Regions from separate parts of the Hordeum vulgare genome. Here region 2 is linked to region 1. The links are chromatin contacts, called in public Hi-C maps. All regions are on one chromosome and are shown on one strand. Each heading gives the region's core, a stretch centred on a gene start, on an enhancer-like site or on the middle of the called end of the contact. The rest is flanking DNA. Distances are from core to core; before and after follow the strand shown. Region 1 holds the start of LOC123435443 (GDP-mannose transporter GONST3-like). Region 2 holds the start of LOC123435523.

Region 1 (7,693 bases), core at 3,552-6,051:
TGCAATCAACCACTATTAGTTTGTTTCCGTGTTGTACTATTTATTAGTTGCATCTATTTATCAATTCCTACCATACCGTACAATTTACCCTTGTAACTAACAAGATAAGAAGACTGACAACCTACTGGAATCATTGGGGACAAGTCTATTTTGTGTGTTATGTGCAGGTACTCATCATTATTCGTTGTAGTGATAATTCCTACTAGTTCGATAAACCTTTGTTATCAATCGAGGTAAATACTTATTACTAGGTTACATCACCCTTACACCCTGGGGGGGTTTACCCAACCACTCCTACGAGAGACTAATCAGGATCCAACGGCTCAAGGTCCGAGGTGATTCTAATCTCGCGATCTCCAGACGAACGACAACTTTGATGCCAAGGACCCAAGGATGTCAGCATGCAGGTGTTGGCTCGTTTCGATAACCTGGAGTTCCATCACATTTAGTGCAACAACAACCAGGTTATCGATGTACTGACCAAGATGGGCGCACGGTGTGACCCTGTTCCCAAAAACACCTTCCCCGAGTGGCTTTTCAAGTCATCCATCAAGCTACAGATTAGACAGGATCCGACTTCCGAGCCCGACAACATGGCGACCAGGGACTCGGACCCCGGTGATGGGTCAGGGGGCTCGGAAGTGGACGTCAATTCCTTGGCCCATGAGATTATGGCGGTTAACCCAACCTAGATCGAACTCATCCTGGCCTATCTTGTGCGTGGGGAGTTTGCTCTTTCTCAATGATGCTTGCTCTCAACTGTAGTATATATTTGTTTGCTCTTTCTCAATGATGTTTGCTCTCAATTGTAGTATGTATAGGTGACTACTTTTTATACTCAGTTGATGTTTGTAGCTCAACCTTGCTGAGGGGATGTTCCAGAGTAAAGGGAAGAAAGGGGAGAAGAGGGAGATAGGGAAGACATTCACTTTGCATCATTGTTGGTCGAGCTTGAGAATGACGAGAAATGGAGAAACCGGAAAATATTTGCAATTCCAAACAAGAGAAGAGCTCGGTTGAGCATGATGATGATACATCAAGTGGGGCGGAAGGGAAAAGAAGTTGTACTCCCAACTTGGTGGCTAAGTCGAAAAGGCACGATGGAAAGGAAAAAAGGGACAAGGGAACAAAGGCCAGAGACAAGATAGATGATTATGAAGCCGTGTGGACCATGTTGCCTCGTGCCACATGTGTGGGCGTTATCATTTAGGATGATTTTTTATCTCACATCTTAACGTAAATCGAAAATTCACACACATGCAAGTACATCCTATTCTATGTGTGTATTTTTTGGAATTTCTTGAAACTTTATAAACTGAATTTTTTTAAAGGGGCTCCATGGAGCCCGAGCCCGAGCTCCTATAGCAATTTATGAATGTTTAACCCTTAAATGTATTATTCAAAGGTTACTTTTCCATAATTGTGGTAAGTTATCTCAAAATGAACCAAAAACAGCATTGCATGCGGTGATGGCTCGCCAGAAAGGTAGCCCAATACAGTACGAACATACAATATGTGCACACAAGGTGCCACCTGCTACTGCTAAAACTAAAGAAAAGAAAGAGAAATGACAAATAACTAAATAAGAGAAGGGCTACTGTATACAATCAGCATTCAGGGGTTAGGCCCTACAGCTCAGCAATTCTCTCTTAAAAACGAAACGATAAACAATAACAAAAGAATCGTAGAATGATACTCATGTTACTCTGCATTTCCTAATGCTTCAGCATTGCAAGGTTCTAATGTCAACTATGCCCTGTAGCCAAACATTTCTTTCCAACGGTCCACGGAAGCTGTTGCCGGAAGTGAAGTAACAATAACAAACTTCAGCGATGAGGCTTATGACGAATGCTCTTCAGTTGAACTGATCTCACACCCTTGCTGCATCTCAAGCAACTTCTGTTCTTCCTCGTCATTCTCTTTCTTCGGCTCAACACTTGGTGCCTTGGTCTTTGTGGTGGATTGCTGGTACAGAACGCCACCAGACATGCAGATCAGCAGCCCAATTGTTCCCACAAGGGATGAATGCTTATCCCAGATAAGCAGATTGATCACCACAGTGAGGAGCTTGTTTACTATACCAAGGACCGTAAATCCAGTAGCTGAGATAGCCCGTCTGCAAGAGAACCCAAAGAAAGATATTGCTAAGCCAAAAATGCACGACAAAGCAACCGGAAGAATCACGTCGAATGACAGCCAGTTTGTCATCTTAGAGCTGTCGACCTTCATCTGATTGAACTCTCCCATTATAAAGAGCTCAATGGGGAACAGCATCAAAGCCTCAAGATTGTTGTAGAGCACAAGGCCCCATGTATTCAGGCCAATTGTCATGACAACGTGCTTGATGTATACGAAATCAATGGACATACTTGCTAGGTAGGCCACTGCCCAGCTATAAGCAGTCACAGTGAACTGGTTGTCTGTGAAAACGTAGATCACACTTCCACCGAGTATGGTGGATAGTGAAAGCCATGTCTTGAATGACGGCCATGGTTGGTGAAGGTACAATGTCTCTCCAATGGCCACAAATATCGGCACAGCAGAGCGAAAGACAATGAAAGTGTCCACATTGGCATGCAGCAAGAGTTCGCTGTTTGTGAAGATGGAGATGTAAAACATCACAGCAGCAGGTAAGAACTTCCACATGGTTGTGAAATTAAGGCCATCATGCTCAATAAGCTTTGCTTGTCCACATAGGAGAACTCCAACAACACTAGTCAAGTACTGTAGAGCTGTCAATGCCCCAGGGTACGGGAATTTCATGATTGCCCATTTGTTGATAATGGAGAGCAAAGATGCTGACAGGCAATAACCAACAGCCAAGCCATACACTGAAGCTTGCTGGACAAGAGTGCTCAATATGCTACTCCATGCTCCAGTTTTTTGGAGAGCACTCGAACCATTGGCTGACGAACCTTCTTTCGAGGGCTCCGAGGGATCAGACATCTGCAGCATCCAAAATTATATTATAAGTGCTCGGAACAAATAAATGAACTTCTAAAATACACGATGAATCCTACTCATCTTATTGGAATACGCAATCAGGAGCCCACAGTAACATATGACATAAACAAAACTCTCAGTTCAAAATTCTACACACATGATATTTGAGGAGTGTTGAAAAACTGATGAGAAAAATATGAGCTACCAACATTTGGAATGTGCCGAGCAAGATAACAAAACTGACAAAATACTACAGGGAATTACAACATTGTTTCCGTATTAATCCCTCTAGTGAAAGAGCAGCACTTTGTGATGTTAAAAGAAACAATTAAGCATTGTATGATCACATAACTCAAGTATCCTACATCCACAGGGGTAACGGAGCATACACATAGCATGCAAGAGAAACTGAGAAACCATAGTTAAGTTCAAAAGTACCAGTTGAAGAGTTTATCGTTATCTGTAGCGACCCAGATTCTCAGAAGTAGTGACTATGCAACAACAAATGCAAGTTCAGGGATCCAAAATTTCAAACGGTGGCACCTATAAACATGCAGCATGCTTAATTAGCACAGACGAAATGCTACAAATTTGGTAGAAAGCTACGCATCCCTATTCCCTAACGTTTCCGCACTCGAGCAAATCAAAATCCACTCGCCAAGGTAATACAGAGTATGAGCAGAGGGTAGACAGCGCCTCCCGCAATCACTCACTCTAATCGAAGCTGAGAAGAAGCTAGGCGACATAAATGACGAAATGCACCCCAGAGCCGCCCCCAAACCCTAGATCAAACCCGAAGAAGAATCGAAGCGTATACCTGGACTGCTTTCTGCGGGCCGGGATTTGGAATTGGAGCGAAATCTCCGGGTGGGAGGCGTCGAGGGCTCGTGATCCTCACCGGGATCAAATCGATGATTTCCTTCAATTTTTGTTGGGGTCTCCAATGATGGTGGCTGTATATAATCATTACGAAGCTCGCCTATGGCATGAAGAGCCTTTCTAAAATAGATGCTAGTTGTGCCATATGATCTACAAAAATTGGCTGACACCACCCTATTCCGAAGGTTATGCCCAACTGTATGCAAAAACATTGCTAATTGTTGCTCGACGCTAACATGTGGACTATCTTCTAGCAACTTGCAGTCCCTCATTATAGCACACAAATTGAAAAACGCAGCTCTTTCAAACCTTAGCATGTTTTTACATAAGACATCGCTTTGCCAAAATTTTTGGTTTAGATAATCGTATCTGATTCGATCTCTTTCGTGCATTGGGCCATAGGTAATACGTGGTCTTCTCTTCTTTATTATAGCCCGAACAGCGACTGCCATTGCAGCTAGTGCTACAAAAACAGCAGCTCCCCTAGCCATCCTTTTTCTTTTGTTCATCTTGTTGGCCATCTACAAATGATGCATCCTATCAACAATATGAGTACCAAATCTGAATAACCATGGATCAGATCTAGGTAATACACACCATCACTTATTGAGAAAAAACATGGGAAATCATGGATCTACACAGCAGCAAATATATAAGAAACATGGATTTACACAGCAGCAGAAAACGTGGGGGCCTGGATATACCTTGCTGCGCCTGTGCCTGGAACCCGCCGCGCCTGTGCCTGTGCCTGGTCGTCCCTCCTTCCTCTCCCGCCGCGCCTCTGCCTGGTCGTCGCCCGCTGCCAGGTAGCCGCCACCCGCAGCTAGGTATGGAAGCCCATGCCGGAGGGGAGAGGGTGCGGGAGGTGGGCGCCGGGGAGGAGAGGCTGCGGGAGGGTGGCGGCGCGGAGGAAAGGCTGCGGGGGGTGGCGGCGCGGGGCTGAGACAGGGGAGAGCGAGTTTCTCAAAATAAAAAAATTAATCTGCTAACTGAAGGAAAAGACTAAAGAAAAAATGGAAGTGTGGCTGCTGGGATTCGAGCCCAGGTCTCCACGGCCACAACGTGGAATTCTCACCACTAAACTACAGCCACCTTGATGTTTGGATGTCATGTATTCCTAACATAACAGAACCTCCGTAAGAGAATATACATGTATTTATTTACATACTGTACATCATAACAGCAGGGAACTCAGTATAAAGAATCTGGATCATTTGGGAGCTCAATCTCTGCTACTGTAAACGCGATGACAAAAGCTACTACTACGTCCTCAAAACGTAGTACATGAGTAAAGTGAAGGAAGCATAATATCATGAATGTCTTCGTGCTTTATCTTAGCGCCAAACGCTGCATTCTTTGCGATTCATGTGGCCGCTCGCCGTCCAGTTTGCTCTTGCGCCATGCCGATGTGCCGCCATTGGCCTGTTGGTTGTTACCCGCCTGCCTTGGCCGGCGGCCACTCACGCCCGACCATGCGCAACCGCGAGTTCACTTCACTGTCGTCTGATCTTTTTGGTGTTTCACATTCACAAATATGTATATAATTCAAGCATCCCCAATTTTCAATCTACATAGTATGTTATTGTTAAGGATCTAATGCATAAATTTTTAATTCTATGTGTTCTCTTTTTTCTTTTCATAATTTTAGGTTACAATGTTTCCTAAGAAGTACTTGCCTGGTTTTGAACAAAAGAGAAAAAGAAAACAATGTGATCTCTCAATTAAACCACCGTAGGGGCTTTTACTTATTTTTGAAGCGCCAAAGCATTATTGTGGCCGATCAAGTCATTAGAAATTGGTTCTTATTTGAGGTAATCATACCTATTTTATTTTGCTATATTTCTAGTCTTCTCGTTGTAATATGACATTCCCCAATAATTACTATTAGAAATCTAGAGCTAAGGGTGTATGGTTGTTGAAAGTTTACTCTTAAGGTCTTGTAAATGAGTTGGACATACTCCCTTCGTCCCAAAATAATATGTATGTTCATATAGAGCACACAGATACATTTTATTTTGAGTAGACACACACATATATATAGTCTTAGGGGCCTATGTCACCGAGTTTGTCCTAGGGCCTTCCCAAACATAGGACCGGCCCTGCAAATGCCATCCAAATATAGACAAGACACATTATAAGCTCGTTCTGACGCTCATGGAGCTGTTACGCTCGGTGTTCCTTCAACAAAATTCAGGTCCTCCAGGACATGTCGGTCACTCAACATGAGTTTTTTTTTGCAGAGAACCGAGCTAACTAGGCTGTCACAGGTCTAGATGAATATCGATACTATATTACAATTGCGATATAGGCTAATAACATTGAAAACCAAGCAACAAATGATGTCCATCGCTTGCTCTGAAGATAAAAATGGCTCAACTACAACCATCCGGTGATGCTTTTGCATCTGCTTCGTCCCACTTATTAGGGTCTCTCCCGTTATCTGAAAAAAAAAACTCATATTAAGGTCTGAGTTCATCCTCACCCGATAGACAGAGTGCACAATAATTCAATAAATCATAAGCTCCGAGAGAGCATCCAGATGTGCAGCCATGTTGGTCCTGAGTCCTGACATTGCAGTACACTCAGCGACAATGCCAACAATACAAGAGATTTGAGTTCACACTTAAGCTATTACACTGTAATTCTCCTTGATAAAAACCACAGTACAGTATATTATTAGAATCAGATACAAAGACAAGGTATCATGAGATGACAACACCTCCTTATTCGAATCGGCCTAACGTCAAGTGAATGTGCCACAGCTGATGATCAGAAGCGCAAGTGCTAATCTGATCGGTTTATTTATCTGTATTTCGCTGATGATGACTGTTTGGAAGGAACAGCCAGTGCAATCCGCCTGCAAGAAGAAGAGCCTTGGCGCAATCCATGAGTTCCATGCATCGATCCACCTCACGCGCTCTTGGTTGCAATGTAGTTCTCGTAGGCCAACTGCGCCGCCAAGAGATCGACCACGGCCGTGCCAACGGACTTGAACACGGTGATCTCATCGTCGCTGCGCCGCCCGGCCACGGCCCCGGCGGCCAACTCCGCGAGCGTCCCTGCCACATCCTCCCTCCGCAGCACGCCGCGCTGCATCGCACCCACAAGCTCCCCGGCCTCCTCCAGCGCCGCCTCGAAGTCGATGAACACCCTGCCCCGACGGAGCGCCTCGTCGTCACACTCCCGCATCGCCGGCGTGAACGACCCCACCAGGTCCAGGTGCGCCCCGGGCCTCAGCAGCTCCCCCCGCACGATCGGCTCCTGCGACCCCGTCGCGCAGCTCACGATGTCCGCCGCGGACACCGCCTCGTCCATGCCGTCGACCTCCTCGACGGCCACCCCCGGGTGCGCGTGCCGGAGCTTGGCGACGAGTGCGGCGGATTTGGCCTTGGTGCGGTTCCACACCAAGATGCGGGAGAGTGAGGGGAGGGCGGACAGGTGCGCCTCGGCGAGGTAGGGCGCGAGGGCCCCGGCGCCCGCGAGCGCGAGGGTGGAGGGGGGGCGGGAGGGGGAGACGAGGAGGGAGGCGGCGAGGGCGGAGACCGCGGCGGTGCGGAGGAGGGTGAGCACGGAGCCGTCGACGGACGCGAGGGGAACGCCGGAGGCGGAGCTGAAGAGGGAGACAGTTGCGTGGATGGAGGGGTTGCGCGGGGAGTTGGCGGGGAAGGAGGTGACGGCCTTGAGGGCGAGGTAGGGGAGCGAGGGGTGGGCGCACCATGAGGGCATGAGGAGCAGCGCCGCGGAGGGCGAGGTGGGGACCGGGAAGGAGACGCGCTGCGGGCAGTGGATGTCCCCGGAGAAGGCGGGGAGGCCCGTGCGGAGGTGGGAGATCAGCGACGGGAAGGGGAGGACGGCGTGGAGCGCCTCGGCG
Region 2 (6,890 bases), core at 2,530-5,029, 890 kb before region 1:
ATATACCTCTTTTCGTAGGGATTCTTCCATTGAAATGAAACCATATGTGCCACTTCTCACCACCAGAACTACATAAATAAGTACAACTTCTTTGTCACTATTCTAGATTTACTAATTAATTCTGAAGCAGATAACACATGAAGTTGAATTGAAATAAAAACAACTTCATAGTACATAATTCTTACTAAGATTTATCCATGTTAAACAAAACAAAGTAAATAGATATACAAAGTATTATCGTATCTGCAATCCATTGAACGCGGAGGCGACATAAAAAACTTGATGACATGTGCCTCTGGCTGCTGCAAAACCACATGTGAAGCCCACCCCGTCCAAACTCGTACAGTCGGTGGTGCCGCCGCCACCATCGACAAGGCTAGATCCACCATCGCCATCGTGATCGCCACCTACCTTAAAGACAGGGAAGAGATCCGTGGTCTCAATACCAACCCCGCAGCCACCCATATCGCCGCCTCCATCGGACGGACTCACCGACGCCATGATGTCCGCCGCCACCTAGGTCAGAGATGGTGGAGAGCTCAAGAGAGAGAGAGACATAGAAAGAGAGAGAGAGAGAGAGAGAGAGAGAGAGAAAGAGAGAGAGATAGAGCTACAATGGGAGAGGGTAGGGTCCACAAGCCCTTGACCGACTTAATGGCCGTTAATGGGTGGTTGTTGACGCCTGAAATGTGGGCCCGACGTGCCAGAAACGGGATTAACTGTGACGTATCGGGTAACTATCACACTTGATAGTTTTTTTGCAACAAATTAGTAATGAAGTGTTAGTTTTTGGAACAAAATCGTAAAGTGGTTGTTTGTGGACACGTTTGGACGAAAATGTGATAATTTTTGTTAAATACTCAAGAAGTTTGCTAAGGCAAGAGAAAGAAAGTTGATCGCTAACCGGTGCACTTAGCGTTCCTCAATTCATGGGCTGGCTCGTCAAACGTCTCGTCACCTCTCGTGCTAACCTCAAACCATTTGATCTCTGGTTTTCTATTTTAAATGTACTAGTAAGCATGCATGTGTAATGCACGTCTTCACTAATACAAAAATAATATAATGAGCAAACCAAATGATGATACATCAATTTTATTTTCTATGAAGCACCTACTCCCAATCACGCACACATAAGTAATTCCACGTAAGTAATTCATGAAAAACATGCATTGAAGATCACTAATATGTAATAATGGTTAAAGATTAACAAAGCCACCATACACAGTTCATTATCCATGGAAAGCTGTTAAGAAATAAACAATTTCAAACAGAACAGACTATGAGTAGGAACATATATTTGACATAAATGGATAAACATGTTATAAAAGCAATACAAACACAAATTAAGGGTGCGTAACTATAGAAAAAAGAAACATAATGTATAAGATAACAATATCCTCCGTGTTATGAAACGTATAGAAGTTCAAACTTAACTGAGAGGTATCATTTATTCCATGTCGACGATATATTAAAACACATCAGAAAGAGAATACAAGAACCAAGCAAGAATATTTTTTCAATTGCCCCACCCGATAAACCCACTTGTGCAACACTTTCCGATCTCCATTGAGATGCCTTCATCAAGATTATGTTCTCTGCTTTGTCTTTATGCAGAGTCATTACTAAAAAGGTTCAATGATCATCACACCAGATTAGAGATAAATATTACTCCCTCCATAAAGAATTATAAGAGCATATAGATCACTACAGTGGGCAGTCACCTAGCTAGATTATTAGCTTATCATATTTCAACACAAGCTCCACATAATCACATGTTGTGTTCACATATTGATAATTAAACATGACTTTGTGATGGCCAGCAACAACAGAATCAACATAGCCATCACAATATTGCAGTCTTCACAGCTTAAATATTTGGGTGCCATTGTTTTAAATGTCCATATTTTACATTCTACTACAGCTAAAATGAGACCATCCCGCTTCGTCATCGAGTTTTTTTTGGAACAAGCAACAATGTTTTGCTTCATGATTTTTGTATGAACCAGAAGGCATCTGGCACTTAAGGAAGGGTCTACTTGAGCTACCTAAGGCTCCATGCAATCCTAAAACCCTTCAACTTTTTTAAAACTAAATCCTTGGAAAGTTGAAATCGGAAGTAAAGAAACTAAGAATAGAGGAAAAAAACTAATCAGAAAAAGAGAACGTTCAAGAGTCAATAGTACAATAAAATAGGCATGGAGGTTTGAGAACACCTCAACTCTGCACCATCGAGAAGAATACAAAGATCTTCTTGTCCAGGAAGCTCGTCCTCTTCCACCATCACTTGCTCGCTAGATAAAGCAAATTAATCCAGCAAGTTTTTTGAACTGAAAAACGTATTCCACTTAAACTTGGTGCACATGTAAATCGTTGCTCAGCAAAATTGAAACAAAGTAAGCGGCTTGAAATGCCAGAGACACTAAGATCAGGCCCAACATGAAACTTCTCGATTCTCGGTAAAGGACCTCCAGTTCAGCAGCATCATAATCCCTTCCCTCAAGAGGATGGATCTTAGGAGTTGTTCGGTAACCCTCGAGCTCCATGAAATCTGAGAATCTGCGGAGTATCTCTTGTCCAGCTCTGCAATTTTTACCTCCTGCTCCTCCAACTCCGGGACTGCAGATGCGGAGTGGAGGACATCCGAATAGGCCTTTAGTCGAATAGCCAGACTCAAAAATCATATACAACAAAGTAGCAGCAGCAGACCATCAGCGGCAAGAACACGGTGACAAGCTGTCAAGAACACAACATCAAGCACCCACACAACACACATAAGCAACAAGCTGGGCGAGAGGAACGAGTGCAGTTACCTTGCCAGCGACGGGATTCCTACCGGCGGAGAGGAGGTGACTCGCGGTGGCAATGGAGGCGACGGGATTCCTTTGTACATGAACCATGATGCAACACAACCTTTTTGTCTTTATATTTTATCCGTTCTAAAATAAATGTCTCAGTTTTAATACAACTTTGTACTAAAAGCGAACCAACCCTATGGTTGGATGGTTGGAGGGAGTGTGGTATTCCTAGCCTACGAGAGGATTTTCCTGATGCTTTCAAGATGATATGCCACCTCAATCTTTGAAGATTCTCATAAGGATAGGGTTACACGTGCGTGCGTTCATAGGGATGAGTGTATGAGCATGCATATGAGCTTTTACGTTTGTACTATGTTACAAACAAAACCTTATAGTAAAACTAGTACTTTGTCCGTCCGAAGATATTGTAGGAGAAATGAATAACAATTGATGTATCTAGATGTATTTTATTTCTAGTTTTTTTTTTGGAAAAGGACGTTAAACCTCCGGTCTCTGCATCAATTGATGCATGAATTATTATTCATTTTTGTGATAAGTAATTCCGAACGAAAGGAGTATAAAGTTAAACCATTTATTTTAAAACAAAGGGAGTATAAAAATATGGAAAACCTTTTGTTTTGAGGATTCTTTTATTGGTCTTTTGAGTTAATCGAAAGAGTTCACTCCCTGCAAATTATTATTTTTTGAAAGAGTTCACGAGAGACCGAGCAATCTAAGCTCCACTTCGCTGCGGTATAAAAAATAATCGTACAGTATGCAGCATACGCATTTTTTTCCTTCTTTTGATTTTTTTTAGAACAACATTTTTTTATGGGGGTGTGCAGCACACATGGCCCAGCCCAAGCCCAACGTACTGCAAGTCGGCCCACGTATCGGCGGCAGGCAGTGAGCCCGTGACGCGCGTATTCGGCCTCTCTCGCTCGCTCTCCTTCTCTCCTCTCCTCCACCGCACCGTGTAGGCGTGTACACACACTGACACAAGAGACAGCCGCATCCCCTCACTCCACCACCTCACCTGCTGCTGCTGCTGCTGCTCGCCAACCCTAATCCCCCCCAGCTCGGCGCACTAGCGCTCACCCCATCCCACCCCACTGAACGTCTGCACCGCGCTCGCGGCCGGCGGCAAGCTCGGCGGCGGGGCGGACTCGCGCACGCCGTCTCTCGGCTCCCGCTCCCGCCCCCCGGCGGTGGGCCCGGCGTTGAGGGGGAAGCCGGATCGGCACGCTTCAGATCCAGTGACGCCCAAGGGAACCGAGGTGAGGCGCTCGCTATATTGTTCAGGACGATGTGCTCTCCGTGTAGTTTAATGCCTGGTCACCCGCACAGCAAATCTGCGCATGGCATTTACTTAGCACTTCCTTTTCTTTCTTTGCTGGAATGAGGGAGTAGAGGTAGGGGGAGTAACTTTTCTTGCTCTAAATCTGTGTAGCGATTAAATGCAGTCGAATTAGTGCTGTTCCCAAGATTGGTGGAGCTAGGCAGCTAGCTGTACTCATGCTGGTCGGTTCTTCTAATCCAACTGCAAACAAATGTTTCCATATTGTGTAGCTCAAGCAAATGTGTGCTGTCTGCTTATGATTCTATGTGTTGCTGAATGCTCGGAGGTTCCTTGTGCAATCGGTTGGCAGTCCTGCACGTAGATAGATGTTCTCCGAATTTCATAGCAACAGGCAATTGATATGTTTTTGGAGGTCGATCCTGTGCGAGGATAAGAACACGCTATTTAATAGAAATGGTTTGTTTCTATGCGGTACTGGGACTGAAGGTTGTTTCCTCATACTACCTTTTGCATCCTTTGTCAAGTGAGTTGGGATTTCATGGTTAGGCGGCATCGTAGCTTCCTAGTCAAGTCCTTTTGCTTGTAGAGTTACCTCATGATATCTGGCAGACGCTTGCATCTGTTGTTCATATAAAAGGAACAACACTTACCTTTTTTGTGCAGAGAAGCAATATTTTTTCGCTGTGTGGTTGTCACTTCTCTGTGAAACCACAACCATGTACTCCATAACTACCCTCTGTTGTTAGCATTATACATGTAGTCAAAGTCTGTAGCTCCCCCCCCCTCGCTCGCGCGCACAAAGGAAAATGTCTCCAGTGGACCAGAATGTTCTTTGTAAAAAACCAATTGCTAAGGGCGGTTTAATTGCAGAACAACTTCCAACTCAGTTTCCCTGCATACTTTTAGTTGCGTCAGTTGGAATCGTACCTGAAAATTAGATGGAAATATTTATTTATCTTAATAACATATTATAAATTGATAACGTTATGCACCTTCGCCTGTTCAGTTAGGAAATGTTTTTGAGTGAATTGATCTATATGTGGATAATTCTTAGGAGAAGTACTTAACTATATGCTGCATGTGACTAAAATTTTAATTATTCATTTTGCTTTCCATCTGTCTGCAGTTTTTTTTATTCCATTTGTTTGGTGCGGGTGCTACTGCCTCCAATGATCCTGCGAGTTCCAGTCGTAAACTTGTGCGGGGAATGAGGACCTTGTGTGCACAGTCTTATGCATGCATTGACATCTTCAGGTTAAAAATGGAGAGGGGCTCTGGTTCTTGTTTTCAGGGTGAGCCGTTTTCTTCTACACACAAGTTTTTTATGCATATAATAATTAGACAGTATATTTGATTTGGGTAAAACTTTAGGCTTCTCATAAGCCGGCAGAAACTGAAGGGGGCGGGGAATCTCACATGATTTTAGAAGATTATTTGAACCTTCGGTTCTTAATATACGGAAGCTTCTTAAAGATACATTTACTTCTGCTGCATACGAATGTCTAATCTAGGCTGTCACCATGTCGTTATTAATTCCCACCATATATGAGATGGTATAAGCATTAATCAATTTATTTTTAAAATACTTACATGTCAGCATTATTTTCCATGTGAAATAAATAAATAAATATTGGTTTGACTTTCCTCGAAAACAAGCACATTGTATAGGTCTAATGTTTTGTTCTACATTATAAAAGTCCAAAATACATGATAGTTACAAGGTGATGACTATTCCTATAGTCCAATACAAGTGCAGCTATGATTCTAAGGATGTTAGGAAACTAACTGAAAATTTAAAAATTACATGCACATTACATTTTAGCTAGACATCCATATGTAAAAGTGCTTTGTGTTTTTTTTTTGTGACCACTATCTTTGATGAGCTATGCTAAAAGTAAGATTTTATTGCAGGTATAGTGTATCATCGGGTTGTATTGGTATTGATATGGCTTTGTGGCTGTCAGCATGTTCTGTCTCAGCAAACAACACTTGAACCAAAAGATAAATTTCTTCTGTCTGACCCACCTATTGGTCTCTATGATCCGATAGAGATTTCGCCATCTGTTCTCCCACACAATACCAACCCAGTTGAGCCACTGTCACCAATGTATCCAAACTACACATCCTATGATCCGGTTTTGACCGGAAAATGCCATGTGAACTTTTCTGAGCTCTCTTTTATTATGGACAAGACAGCGTCTGATTGTTCTGTACCGTTAGCACCACTAGTTGCCGATGTTATATGTTGTCCCCAAGTTAGTAGCTTGATGAACATTTTCCAAGCTGCATATGGTGGTGGAAACAATACGCTTGTTCTCAATCAAGCTTCAGCAAATGCTTGTTTCTCTGACATCATGAGCATACTTGCAAGTAAAGGGGCAAACACCAATATCCCTGAGTTGTGTACTCTGAGGCCATCAAATCTTACTGATGCTTCTTGTCCCGTGAAGGATATTAGCTCGTTTGAGAAAATGGTTAATGTAAGCAAACTCCTGGATGCATGCAGCAGTGTTGACCCACTGAAAGAGTGTTGTAGGCCAGTTTGCCAACCTGCAATAGTGGAAGCAGCGGTTCATATATCCTCAGGAGGGGCAAGCATGTTCGGAAGTTCTACTAGCATACCTGGGAGTGCGGCTGGTATTAATGCTGTTAGTGACTGTAAAGGGGTTGTTCACTCCTACTTATCTATGAAACTTTCATCAGAAGTGGCAAACACTGCTTTCAGAGTATTATCTGGCTGCAAGGTGAACAAAGGTATGCGATTTTTGCTAGCTTGGGTTAGTACATTGATATAT

What was found. Hi-C and Micro-C count contacts between places; a contact is called where the count stands out from the background.
Region 2: a contact with region 1 is called in a Hi-C map of seedling, with 3 times the contacts expected there. The contact joins the promoter of LOC123435523 here to the promoter of LOC123435443 in region 1. A contact is called at or near these places in 2 of 6 Hi-C or Micro-C datasets (leaf and seedling).

What each region holds. Positions count from the first base shown.
Region 1 is chr1H:346,992,617-347,000,309 of MorexV3_pseudomolecules_assembly, reverse strand. LOC123435443 (GDP-mannose transporter GONST3-like) reads right to left here and starts at 4,801. Exons shown (of 2, transcript XM_045115572.1): 1 at 4,527-4,801; 2 at 1,436-2,946. The coding sequence starts at 2,946. The coding sequence ends at 1,840. It overlaps TRNAH-GUG (a tRNA gene), which reads right to left and starts at 4,914; the gene lies at 4,843-4,914. LOC123410817 (protein SAR DEFICIENT 4) reads right to left here. Exons shown (of 1, transcript XM_045103761.1): 1 at 6,333-7,693. The coding sequence ends at 6,733.
Region 2 is chr1H:347,883,171-347,890,060 of MorexV3_pseudomolecules_assembly, reverse strand. LOC123435523 reads left to right here and starts at 3,779. Exons shown (of 8, transcript XM_045115577.1): 1 at 3,779-4,072; 2 at 5,222-5,387; 3 at 6,007-6,849. The coding sequence starts at 5,303.